Regions from separate parts of the Mus musculus genome. Here all the other regions are linked to region 1. A link is a contact called in public ChIA-PET, HiChIP or PLAC-seq and promoter capture Hi-C data. All regions are on one chromosome and are shown on one strand. Each heading gives the region's core, a stretch centred on a gene start, on an enhancer-like site or on the middle of the called end of the contact. The rest is flanking DNA. Distances are from core to core; before and after follow the strand shown. Region 1 holds the start of H3f3b (H3.3 histone B). Region 2 holds the start of Jmjd6 (jumonji domain containing 6). Region 3 holds the start of Hid1 (HID1 domain containing). Region 4 holds the start of Armc7 (armadillo repeat containing 7).

The links. Promoter capture Hi-C pulls out the DNA fragments that hold promoters and counts their contacts. ChIA-PET counts read pairs in DNA pulled down with a chosen protein or histone mark. HiChIP or PLAC-seq counts read pairs in DNA pulled down with a chosen protein or histone mark.
Region 2: a promoter capture Hi-C map of liver shows a contact between it and region 1, with 4 times the contacts expected there. The contact joins the promoter of Jmjd6 here to the promoter of H3f3b in region 1. A contact is called at or near these places in 13 of 39 promoter capture datasets (the C10 cell line, HPC-7-derived erythroid cells, cranial neural crest and 8 more), 11 of 484 Hi-C or Micro-C datasets (CD4 T cells, CD8 T cells, LSK cells and 6 more), 5 of 115 datasets of contacts at active chromatin or transcription factors (astrocytes, bone marrow-derived macrophages, effector CD8 T cells and 2 more) and 1 of 9 other capture datasets (adipose tissue).
Region 3: a FOXA1 HiChIP or PLAC-seq map of pancreatic cancer cells shows a contact between it and region 1. The contact joins the promoter of Hid1 here to the promoter of H3f3b in region 1.
Region 4: an RNA polymerase II ChIA-PET map of effector CD8 T cells shows a contact between it and region 1, with 10 read pairs. The contact joins the promoter of Armc7 here to the promoter of H3f3b in region 1. A contact is called at or near these places in 2 of 39 promoter capture datasets (erythroid cells and liver), 1 of 484 Hi-C or Micro-C datasets (embryonic stem cells), 2 of 115 datasets of contacts at active chromatin or transcription factors (effector CD8 T cells and microglia) and 1 of 9 other capture datasets (pancreatic islet).

The regions. Positions count from the first base shown.
Region 1 is chr11:116,023,118-116,026,042 of GRCm38.p6, reverse strand. It overlaps H3f3b (H3.3 histone B), which reads left to right and starts at 1,539. Exons shown (of 4, transcript NM_008211.3): 1 at 1,539-1,664; 2 at 2,024-2,161; 3 at 2,265-2,418; 4 at 2,508-2,925. The coding sequence starts at 2,034. The coding sequence ends at 2,636.
Region 2 is chr11:116,841,948-116,844,872 of GRCm38.p6, reverse strand. Jmjd6 (jumonji domain containing 6) reads left to right here and starts at 1,424. Exons shown (of 6, transcript NM_033398.3): 1 at 1,424-1,808; 2 at 2,153-2,541. The coding sequence starts at 1,680. It overlaps Mettl23 (methyltransferase like 23), which reads right to left and starts at 1,358. Exons shown (of 5, transcript NM_028865.3): 1 at 1,099-1,358. The coding sequence starts at 1,266.
Region 3 is chr11:115,366,314-115,369,238 of GRCm38.p6, reverse strand. Hid1 (HID1 domain containing) reads left to right here and starts at 1,483. Exons shown (of 19, transcript NM_001346774.1): 1 at 1,483-1,695. The coding sequence starts at 1,630.
Region 4 is chr11:115,474,140-115,477,064 of GRCm38.p6, reverse strand. It overlaps Armc7 (armadillo repeat containing 7), which reads right to left and starts at 1,398. Exons shown (of 3, transcript NM_177778.5): 1 at 1,038-1,398; 2 at 800-943. The coding sequence starts at 1,128. Slc16a5 (solute carrier family 16 (monocarboxylic acid transporters), member 5) reads right to left here. Exons shown (of 4, transcript NM_001080934.1): 4 at 2,667-2,925.

The DNA.
Region 1 (2,925 bases), core at 290-2,789:
TGGTTTTTTTTTTTTTTTTTTTTTTTTTAAAGATTTATTTATTTATTATATGTAAGTACACTGTAGCTGTCTTCAGACACTCCAGAAGAGGGAGTCAGATCTCGTTAGGATGGTTTTGAGCCACCATGTGGTTGCTGGGATTTGAACTCCAGACCTTTGGAAGAGCCGTCGGGTGCTCTTACCCACTGAGCCATCTCACCAGCCCCCTTTGGTTGGTTTTTAAGACAGAGACTCACTAAGTAGCTCTGGCTATTCTGTAATTTCTATGTAGACCAGGTTGGCCTCAAAGCCACCTGCCTCTGTCTCCAGGTTGCTGGGATTAAAGAAATGTGTGTGCCAGCATGCCTGACAACTTCTTATTAACTCTAAGTACATTGAAATAAAATATTTTGTGATGGCCTGAATTAAACATGCAAAAATAGGTATTTGTTGTTTTGTTTTGAGACACGGTCTCCCTGGGTAGCTTTTGCTGGTGTGGTCCTGCCTTTAAACTCACATGGCTTTGCCTGCCTCCAGAGCGCTAGGATGCAAGGAACAGTCCCCTTTTGTTGTTTTTTGTTTTCTTGAAACTGTTTTATATATCCTAGACTGGCCTTGACTTAAGTAGCTGTGAATGACCTTGAATTTTGGATCCTGATTCCATCTCTGATATTACCTTCATGCACCTGGAGCTTGGTTTATGTAGTCCTGGAGAAAAAACAAACAAACCAGGATTTATAAAAGACAAGATCTCTGTAGGTAGGTCTGCTTGGCCTGGAACCCCCCACCCCCTGTGGATCAGGCTGGCCTCATGTTCACAGAAATCTGCTTGCCTTTGAGCTTCCTAAAAGCTGAGATTAAAGGCCTGCAGCACCACCCAACTCGGAAATAATTTTTTTGAATTTTGATTCTTTGTGTCTATTACCCTTCCCCATCAAACAATTGCTTTATGCTTTAGAATGTGTATGCATTTACAGTGCACAAAACACTATATGCTGTAAGATGACTGACTGGATTACATTTCTCATACTATATTAAACGATGAAAATTACAGAAAGTAAATTATTCAGGGAATAATTTCATCCTACATTAAAATAATAGTAATAATTACTATTATTATATTTACGCAAAATCTCTCTAAAATGGTCTCTTGATGCAAAAAAGTCGTAGACTCTTGCCGACCCAACTTTCTTAAATTCCAGGAGACTAGTGCAATTCATTTGCATTGACTTTCTATTGTAGAGCTTTGGAACCAAGAGAAGGATCCAAACATAGCTCCATTTTATCCAATCAGAAGAGCTCCCTAGTGCTAAACTCTGATTCGTCTGTTCCTCTTTGCATCCAGCCAATCCTGAAGCAATTGTAACAGCCAATCAGTGGCCTGAACACCGGCCAATCAGGAAACGGCCCCGAAGTACGGCCTTTGTGTCGGGAGATGTCAGCGCGTCGGCGAAAGCTCCCGCCAATCGAAAAAGTCGTTGGTGTATGCAAATCAGGGTTCTGTGACGCACTGACGCAGCGTGCAGCGTCTCTATAAATATGGAGGCGTCGGGGGGCTTGGAGCGCAGAGCGGTTTGGTCGTTCGTTGGTGGAGTATCTGCCCGTTCTGCTCGCCGATTGCGGCTCTTGTTCGAGCGCTTCCAGCGTCGCCTCGGTCTCAGCAAGGGCCCCAGACTCGGCTTTGGGTGAGTTCGCGGCTCTGCCGGCGGCCGGAGCCTCCCTGGCTTTTAGGACCGCGGTCGCTGGCAGCCGACGGTCTGGTCGGTGAGGCAGCCCGGGAGGTCGAGTTCGGTCGCGTTCCGCCACCTCCGTCCTGTCTGCTTCCCGGTGGTGACTCACAGGTCCCGCCGCGGTGTTTCCGGCCGCCCGTGGAGCGGGAAGTTGCTCCTCCCCGCGCTCCCCCTCCCGGGGGAGGCCGCAGCCCGGCGCAGCCTGAGTCATTAGGGGAGGGGGAGGAGGCGGCGGCCGCCATCTGCTGCGGCGAGGAGGGGCGCCTGGCAGCCGGAGCCCGGTGACCTGGCCTTGAACGTCGCTTGTCTCGCAGGTGAAAAAAAATGGCCCGAACCAAGCAGACCGCTAGGAAGTCCACCGGTGGGAAAGCCCCCCGCAAACAGCTGGCCACCAAGGCGGCTCGGAAAAGCGCGCCCTCTACCGGCGGGGTGAAGAAGCCTCACCGCTACAGGTAGGCAGAGGGCTGGGAACAATGACTTGGCCGCCGGCTTGCGGGCGGGCGCTCTCTCCCTTCTCCCTGACCGTTGACGCCTTCCTTCTTCTGGTGACTGCAGGCCAGGGACCGTGGCTCTGAGAGAGATCCGTCGTTACCAGAAATCGACTGAGCTGCTCATCCGGAAGCTGCCATTCCAGAGATTGGTGAGGGAGATCGCCCAGGATTTCAAAACCGACTTGAGGTTTCAAAGTGCAGCCATCGGTGCCCTTCAGGTAAAGGGACAAAAGGCTTGGTGGCACTCGGGGCGGCGGCTTGATTGCTCCAGTAGGAGTGTTAATGCTGTTGCTCTTGTCCTCAACAGGAGGCTAGCGAAGCATACCTGGTGGGGTTGTTTGAAGATACCAATCTGTGTGCCATCCACGCCAAGAGAGTCACCATCATGCCCAAAGACATCCAGTTGGCTCGCCGGATACGGGGGGAGAGAGCTTAAGTTGAAGCGGTTTTTATGGCATTTTGTAGTAAATTCTGTAAAATACTTTGGTTTAATTTGTGACTTTTTTTGTAAGAAATTGTTTATAATATGTTGCATTTGTACTTAAGTCATTCCATCTTTCACTCAGGATGAATGGGAAGAGTGACTGACTGTTCACAGACCTCAGTGATGTGAGCACTGTGGCTCAGGAGTGACAAGTTGCTAATACGCAGAAGGGATGGGTGATACTTCTTGCTTTTCATGATGCATGTTTCTGTATGTTAATGACTTGTTGGGTAGCTATTAA
Region 2 (2,925 bases), core at 175-2,674, 820 kb before region 1:
TTTTCCTAGTTGTCTATTAATGCCCAAACTTAAAAAGATCCAGGTTATTAGTATCTTCCAACTCTGCTTCACGCTTATTTGTCCTGAAATATTTCTCTGTAGTACACAGCCAAGAATCTCTTCTCTAATGTTAGAGGCTGCTGGGAGGGCGGAGGAATACACCTTTAATCCCAACACTCCAAAGGCAGAGGCACGGTGAACCCTGAGTCCAGACTGGTTCACAGAATGTGTTCCACAATAACCAGGGATACATAGAGAGACCCTGTCTCAAAACAAAATCTCTGCTTCACTTGTGTAGAAGTCTGGGAAAAAAAACAAACAAACGAGGACTGCTACAGGTGGCAGCATTGTATAGCAGAAGGCTATACCTTCTGCTCCCCTTACTATTGCCAGGGACACCTACCTACCTATGGTCCAGCTGCCTACATTACAACACGAAAATCCTTTGTAAAACCCGACTACCTGGGAAGAGTTAGTCAGTTTTAGAGTAGCTATGAGCTCGGAGGGAACAAGCCAGTGCCGATGTATAAAATTTTATTGGGGTGTTGGAGACAGGAATCCCTGGTCCCAAAATTTAAACAGCAAAGATTACGGGGTTTGGGATAAACTCAAAAGCACAACTATCATCTATCGTGTATGGATCTTGGATTCGAGCCCCGGCACTGTTTAAGCCAGCATGGTGGCGCACACTCCTAACCCTAAGAAGCGGGAAACGGGGGTTCAAATTCAAAGCCTGCCTGAGCTCAGAAATAAAACAGAGAGTTAGGGCTACCACTCAGTGGCGGAGCACTTGCCTAACAGGCAGAGGTTCAATCAAGAGTACCCGGAGGTTTGGTGGGGAGGGGGGCAGGCCGTGTTAGATATACTGACAGATGCTTTCAAAAGAGTACAAAGTTAGCATCACAGGACAAGACAGCCACTTTCCTGGTGGAATTCAGTGAACTTCCTGGCACTGTCCCTAAATGTGTCACTGGAGCGCACTTAACCCCTCACCGGGCTTCACACCAGACCTGGTGCTAATGAACGAAGCCGAGAACTGAAGGACAACCCACTCCCGCTCCAAACAGGGGGCTCCCACGTGGGTGCCGCCGCACGCACCTGCGGGACGCGGACCTCCAGCACCGCCCGATTGCCTCCGGGAACTGGCTCCTCCCGGAACCGAAAGAGCTGGGTCCCGGCCATGAGGCCGGGCTCGCACGTAGGGGAGTCCAGGGACGCCGGGTCAGGAGGCGGTGCCCAAGGAGCGCGGGGCCGGACACTGTCCATGGCAAACACAGGAAGCCGGAGGCCGCAGCGGGCCCGGCCGGAAGGAGACCGCAGGGAAGCGACGCGCAGACGGAAGTGTTGCGTAGGCCAAAGCAGGGAGGGGCAGGGCGTCGGCGACGCGACCTTCCCAACATGGCGCCCAATTGGCGTGCATGAAGGCGGGTCTGGCAGGTCGCTGAGGCCAATGGCGGACCGCATGAGGCGGTGGGGCGGGGAGGAAGGCCGCTGTTCGCCCAACCCAAAGCTCCGGTGGCGGCTGAGGAGTGAATCTTCTGGAAGGCGACTTTAAAGGCGCCGGGCCGGAGCGAAGGGCGTCTCGGGGCCGCGCCAGCCAGGGAGGGAGGGCGCGTTTGGTGGCAGGAAACGCGAGCCGCGTCGGGGTCGGGGCGGAACCGGACGGCGAGCGGCTCACGATGAACCACAAGAGCAAGAAGCGCATCCGCGAGGCCAAGCGAAGTGCGCGGCCGGAGCTCAAGGACTCGCTCGACTGGACCCGGCACAACTACTACGAGAGCTACCCGCTGAACCCCGCGGCCGTGCCGGTGAGCGGGGCGCGGGACCCCACACGACGGCTGCCCGCCTTCCGAGGGCCGCTGGTCCCCCGATGGGGCCCCGCAGCCCGGCTGTCAAAACTCGCTCGGTCGTGGGAGCTTCGGGCCCCTCCCTCCCGTGAAGGGGTGGCTCCGGGTGCGACGTGCTCGCCCGCACGCACGTGGGCCTCCTTCCGTCCCTCCGGCCCCCTGGAGGAGCAGAGGCTCGCTCGTTCCTTGCTCGTGTGTGCCATTGCTCACGGGTGTCTTTGCTAATTGGCCCTGTGGGACACCTTTATCCGCCACTGGACTTGTTCCAGTGTCCTAACGGGACAGGTCTTTTGTTGTTCCCGCAGGATAACGTGGAGAGAGCTGATGCCTTACAGCTGTCGGTGAAAGAGTTCGTGGAGCGCTACGAGAGGCCTTACAAGCCCGTGGTTCTGCTCAATGCACAAGAGGGCTGGTCCGCACAGGAGAAATGGACTCTGGAGCGCCTCAAAAGGAAATACCGGAACCAGAAGTTCAAGTGCGGCGAGGATAATGACGGCTACTCGGTTAAGATGAAGATGAAGTACTACATCGAGTACATGGAGAGCACCCGCGATGACAGTCCCCTTTACATCTTCGATAGCAGCTATGGCGAACACCCCAAAAGAAGGAAACTTTTGGAAGACTACAAGGTGCCCAAGTTTTTCACAGATGATCTTTTCCAATACGCGGGGGAGAAACGCAGACCCCCTTACAGGTAAATTATTTCACGTTAAGTTTTCAAAAACCATGGACAGTGACAGGCAGTGGTATTTTTGTAAGGCCAGCCTGGGCTACAGAATGAGTTCCAGGACAGCAAGGGCTACACAAAGAAACCCTGTCTCTGGATAAACACACACAAATCCGCAAGCCTGTTAGCAGAACTCTGTCTAACCTTGTAAAAGCAATGAAAGTCTTCCCTACACATTGACCTGTTTATAGTCCTACTTCGGAAGAAGGATTCCATGGGGGTGGGGGGGTGGGGAGGCATCTGGATTCCTCCAGGGCATTTTTTTTTTTTTAAATAAAACTTCATGCATGTATATGTTTTACCAGTCTCTGCCTGTTGGTTGAGGTCAGAACCTCAGGAGCTGCAATTATG
Region 3 (2,925 bases), core at 234-2,733, 660 kb after region 1:
AAAAAAAAGCCCTGGGGGCACACCCAGAATTTTGTAGGGACAACATACCTTTAGAGAAAAGCTAGAGCTACCCAATGCTGTGGCTTGTTCTGTGAGGTAGTGAGACCATGCCCTCTCTCTCTACCTCTACACCTGATCCAGCTGCCTTGATGGAGCATACTCCTTATTTTACAACTCCGGGATCCCCCTTTAGATTAAAGTCATGTTGTTTAGAACTATCCAGGATTCTCAGAAACTTCTAGACACAGTAACATGATTGTGTGAGGGGTGGGACACATACATCATACATGGCCCTGGCTGTCCTGCTGTCCTGGCTTGCTATGAGATATATATATATTAGATAAATACCAGATTATTTTGGATTTTGCCAATGCTGGTCTCAAACTCACTATTCACCAAGGATGACAGTCCCTCTTGCCTTCACCTCCTGAGTTCTGAGATCTCATATGTGGATCAACTATTTTTATTGGGTTGTCAGCTATTACTCTTAATTTAATAATTAGAGTGCTTGCCTAACATCCAAGAACCTCTTGGTTCAATCTACAGCACCCCATAATACCAAGGGTGATCATGGAACCTGTGACCTTGGTACTTGGGAGATGGATTAAAAAATTCATCACCAGTAACAGTGAGTTCGAGGCAAGCCTACGATAAACTCCTCACAAAACAAACACAGTGTACTAGGCTATACCATGGGTAAACTCCTTTCTTCTGAAACCAGGATCTGTGATGTTTATGTCATGTCCTCTACACTTCAAAGAGTTCTCAGGGAAGCCAGGGAGCTAGATAAGCGTCAAGACCCAAGGGATTTTTCACTGCTGAGCTGCCTTCCTGGAACAGGGACACTGAGTCAGCCCATCCTTCCACACAAGCAAGAGCTAAACCTTTTAAGGGTTAGAATAACTTCAAGGCTAGACACGTGGATTTGATAGGTCAGAAAGAGAAGCAAACAGAAAGAAAGGAAGGGAGGAAGAAAGAAAGGAGAGGAGAGGAGGGGAGGGGAGGGGAGGAGAGGAGAGGAGAGGAGAGGAGAAAAAGAAAAGAAAAGAAAGGAAAGGAAAGGAAAAGAAAAGAAAAGGAAAGGAAAGGAAAGGAAAGGAAAGGAAAGAAAAGAAAAGAAAAGAAAAGAAAAGAAAAGAAAAGAAAAGAAAAGAAAAGAAAAGAAAAGAAAAGAAAAGAAAAGAAAAGAGAAAAAGCAAGCAAGCTCAGATAGCAACAATAGTAGGAAAGCATGAACATCAGGTAGAGAGGATTGGAGGAGAAACTGCGGGTCTGAGCAGGAATGAAGAATGAAGGTGGAGGCAGGAGATGAGATACCAGGAGGGTTTCAGTCTTGCGGACTGAGGATCGAGGACAACACTCAGTTGCAGACGAAAGGACCAGGAGTTGGGTTCCACGGAGAACTCCGGACTTCTTCTTGGAGGCCTGAGCGGCAGGTGCAGAGGCGGGGCCTCGTGGGGGCGGATCTAAAGGCGGAGCCACAGGGGCGGGGCCGACGCCTGCGGCAGGCGGGGTTCGCAGCTTCGCTCCCCAGAGAGCAGCCGGGGCTGCGGAGCTGGAGCTGGAGTCACAGCCGGAGCCCGCGGCAGAGTCGGAATCCGGGGTCGGGCTGGAGCGGGGTCCATCGACATGGGATCCGCAGACTCCAAGCTGAACTTCCGGAAGGCGGTGATCCAGCTGACCACCAAGACGCAGGTGCGCCTGGGGGCCCAGCCTCTTCATCCACCTGCCGGCCCTGGGGGCAGGGCAGGGCCGGGGGGGCTGGGTGAACACGGTTCACCCGAGGGTGGGGTGACCGGCTAATCCAGAGGGGGATGCTGAAACAAGCACCGGAACGGGACTTTTCCTTTGTAACTAGGGCTCCATCCCTGCCTCTGGGAGCCCACCCTATGCCTACTCTCCCCTGGGAACACTCTCCCGGGCACTGCTGCTGCTGCCACCTTAGGCTGACGTGTGCCTACTCCTGGAGCCGGCGGCGACAACGTTATCCGCCCCCTGTCCCGCCCCCCCGGTGCCCGCAGCCTCGCTTAGCCAGCCTCTTCCCGCTCCCACCTACCCATCCATCGCCCCGCTGGTCTCCCTGCCCCTCAGTGCCCATGGTCCCGGACATACAGCCCCGGCTGACTCAATGCAAACAAAGCCGGGCCGGCGCCTGCCTGGGTTGGGGAAAACAGCTGGTGCGCGATGGCAGCGGTGGCAGCGGTGGCCTCTCTGGGCCCTGGCTGATGCCTGAGGGTAGGGAAGGCCCAGGTCTTCCTGGGAGCTCATAGAGTGGCAGGCAGCGGCAGCTGGGTAAGAGGAGCTGTCCTCAGGCCTAGGGAAGCCAGCTTTCCAGCTAGTGATGATCCAGGGGCTTCTCCAGGCCCGGTGGAGCTGATTGGCTGTGCTTTTTGGCACCCGGAATAGGGATTGGGGTTTCGGGGATGAGGAGATTATCATTGGTCTGTTGGAGAGGGAGCCATGGGTAACTCCAGTCCACACTCCCCCCCCCCATCCCCCGTGTCTACAAGTGTCACAGAAGCTGCCTCCTACCTTCAGCACACACCTCTTGACCCAGCAAGGTTCCTTCCCTGTCGTCCCTTCAATCTTTATTTCTGGAAACCAGGCTACTCTGGTTATGGAGATACCAGCAGCCTCTCCAAGGCCCTGCCTGTCAAAGGGCTCTGGACCTACTGCCATCTGGAACCCCACCCCCATCCGACTGTTCTCAGAGCTCTATATTGTTCTTGGCCAGTGTGAGTGGGATCAGGAGAGCTGCCTACCCACAACCAGCCAGTCACAGCCTCAGAGAGCCGACCACTACTCCCACACCCTGTTACCCACCTTGGGAAGGTCAGAGGCCGAGGAAAGGAATGCCAGGGCCTCTAGAGAGCCTGTTTCTATCTGAGGGGCACTTGGCGGAAACCAGAACTGCTTCTCTTTGCT
Region 4 (2,925 bases), core at 149-2,648, 550 kb after region 1:
CCTCTGTCTTCCCAGTACTGGGGATGAAAGGCATGTACCACTGTACTCGGGGAGAACTGACTCTTGACAAATTTCATGCATACAGCCTGGTGCACATGCATACTCACACTCATCCACACACACATGCAAACACACACCTACACAGCAAATGTAAAAGAGTCTACCTTGAATAATTCAAACGGCCTTACAATAACCCAACTATAGGAGTTCTAAGCTACCTTTGCACCTCTTGACAGTAAACAATACAAGGGCAAGCTCCAGCCGGGCAGTGGTGGCGCACACCTTTAATCCCAGCATTTGGGAGGCAGAGAGGCAGGCAGATTTCTGAGTTCAAGGCCAGCCTGGTCTACAGAGTGAGTTCCAGAATAGCCAGGGCTACACAGAGAAATCCTGTCTCAAAAAAATCAAAATCAAGCAAACAAACAAACAAAAAACTAAACTTCTTTCAAAGAGGTTTCACCCCATTTCCTCACTTATTATCTCTTTTCTAAGAGGAAGAAAGACACGACTTGTTTGGAATGAGCTGTGACCCCGATAATGTGTGGAGGAGGAGAAGGTAGGTGGTCCACACACGGCAGCTCTGCCCTAGATGAGATCCCATCCCAAACACTAGTTTGTTTAGTGACAGTGTCTTACTCTGAATCCCAGGCTGGCCCCCAAGTCGCAACCATCCTCCTGCTTCAGCCTCCCGTAATGCTAGTTTTATAGGCGAGTGGCATGCCTGACTCTCAAGTCGCTCTAGTCTATAACTTGGGGGGAGGCGCGCGGGCACGGGGGTTGGGGGCAGCCTAACTCTTACCAATAGCAAACTTGATTAGGGTTTCATTCTCTTCCGACAGAGAATCAAGGAATAAGTCCAGGACTTGTAGTTGCCGTAGGTACTGGTAGTTGCCCGGGTCATAAGCGAAGTTGGCGAGGTTGGCGAGGACTTGCTCCTTGGCATCTGCAATGGGAAGCAGCCCTGGGGTCGGACCTGTGCGGCGGCGGCTGCCGTCAGAACCCTCCTGGGTCCCTCGTGCCCACGCTACACCTCTTACCTTGGCTCTCGGTTTCCTGGAACTCTGTGACCAGCGCCTGCAAGTAGCCTAGCCGCCCGACGTGGGGGTCTATCTTGGGTTTCTGTGCCATGGCTGGGGCGGCGGAGTTGGGAGCTCCGGTAGAGGCCACAAGGCCTGGATCCTGACCTGTCCCGGCGGCGACAGAGCGGCAGCAAACCCAGTCTTGTCCTGAGATCCGCGTCTGCAGCTGGGGATGAGCTGTGGGGGTGGCCAGGGGTCTCAGGATCCTGTCTGAGCCGGATCTGAAAACCAAAATTCAACCCGGGCGAGACGCTGTGGCTTTTCGGAACTGAAGGCAGGCACGCCCCCTTACCACACTCCCTGCACCGCTTCCTGGTTCAGGGCGGAAGTCTCTCTAGCCCCGCCCCAGGAAACGGAGTGAGCGGGACCAGGACGGGATTGGGCGTGGTTACTGGGCGCCTCCTGGGCTTCCCTCCGGATTTCTAGAGCTGGAGGCTTTAACCCTCCACTGCGCAGCCGCCGCAGCGGGGATGCGTCGAAGGAGAGAGGAAGGGAGAGGGGAGGGAAAGAGGAGAAAAGGAGAGAGAGAATGGTGGATGGATTGACAGCCGGGCAGACGGATCTTCAGGCCATCTAGACATGATAGTAGTTTAATCCCAGAACACGGAGTTTAAGGACGGTTTAGTCTACAAGGCAATCCAGAGCTACATGGCAAGACCCTGGTAACAAAACAGAACATCCATCAAACCCCAAACACAATCTTAGGGTCACAAGGAGCGTCAGGGAGGGGCCCAGCTTTGCCGTGCTGTGGTGGAGGTGGAGGATGGAGGCAGTAAGGGTTTTTAGGGCAAGGGTCAGGGGTCATGTACTATGTTTGGTACCAGGGACCTGAATCACAGCAGAATGGTTTGTGTACTTCACCTTTCCCTGGCCCCCACCTCTGGGGTTTAAGTTCCAGTGATCAATCCATGCCCAACATCAACCAAGAGCAAGAGTTTTAGTCTTAGTTTGGATGCTTGAGAACCAAGGTTGCTCCGTGAGAACTCTGTGCCCTTTAGGTTTTATAAGAAGCAGGCTAGGCAGACTTCTTACATCTCAGCTCAAGATGGCCAAGCGTCTGACTAGTCAGAACATCAAAGACCTGGGGACCTGGAGCCTTTGAGATTCCAGAACAAATACTTTGCAGACTCCCCTCAAAATTTTCCAGGGATGGTCCAAAGCAGATCCTGGCTACAAAAGAGTAGACTTTGCTTCCATCTTGTCTCCAAGCCCCAGGCTCCAAAGAACTGGGATTACAGCACACCTGGGCATGGGTGGGGCTGGAGATGGAAGTGAAGGTTTGATGTACGTGACTAAACTACATTTGCACCCTCATTTCTTCGTTGCTTATTGCCCTCAGATTAATGCCATTATTACCAACGGGCAAGTGTGATGAAAATTTCCTAGCTGGAGGATCACAGATTCTATTTTTCCTGGACGTGGGCCTGTTAGCCAGCCCCAACTCTGTTTTCTGTTAGAATGAAAAATAGGTCCCTGGCATTTGCCCTTCAGAGTAGAAACTTCCTTGGGGGGTGGGGGTGGGGTCAAGCTCAGTTCTGAGTTGCGATCCGGAAAGCAGTAGGGGACATTAGACAGAGAGGCAGACTTCAATTGGAAGATGGCATCTCATACAGGCCAAAAAAATTTTTTTAATAACGTTTATTTGTGTGTGTGTATGGTGCGCGCACATGGGCACGCCACAGAACAACTTGTGGTAGTGGGGCCTCTCCTTGTCCATGTGGGTCCCAGGAATCAAACTCAAGTTGTCGGCATGCAGCCAGCACCTTTACCTACTCAGCCGTCTCCACCCAAGGTCTAGAGACAGTGAACATAAGCAACTCAGCAAATGCACGGCTGCAGTACTTCC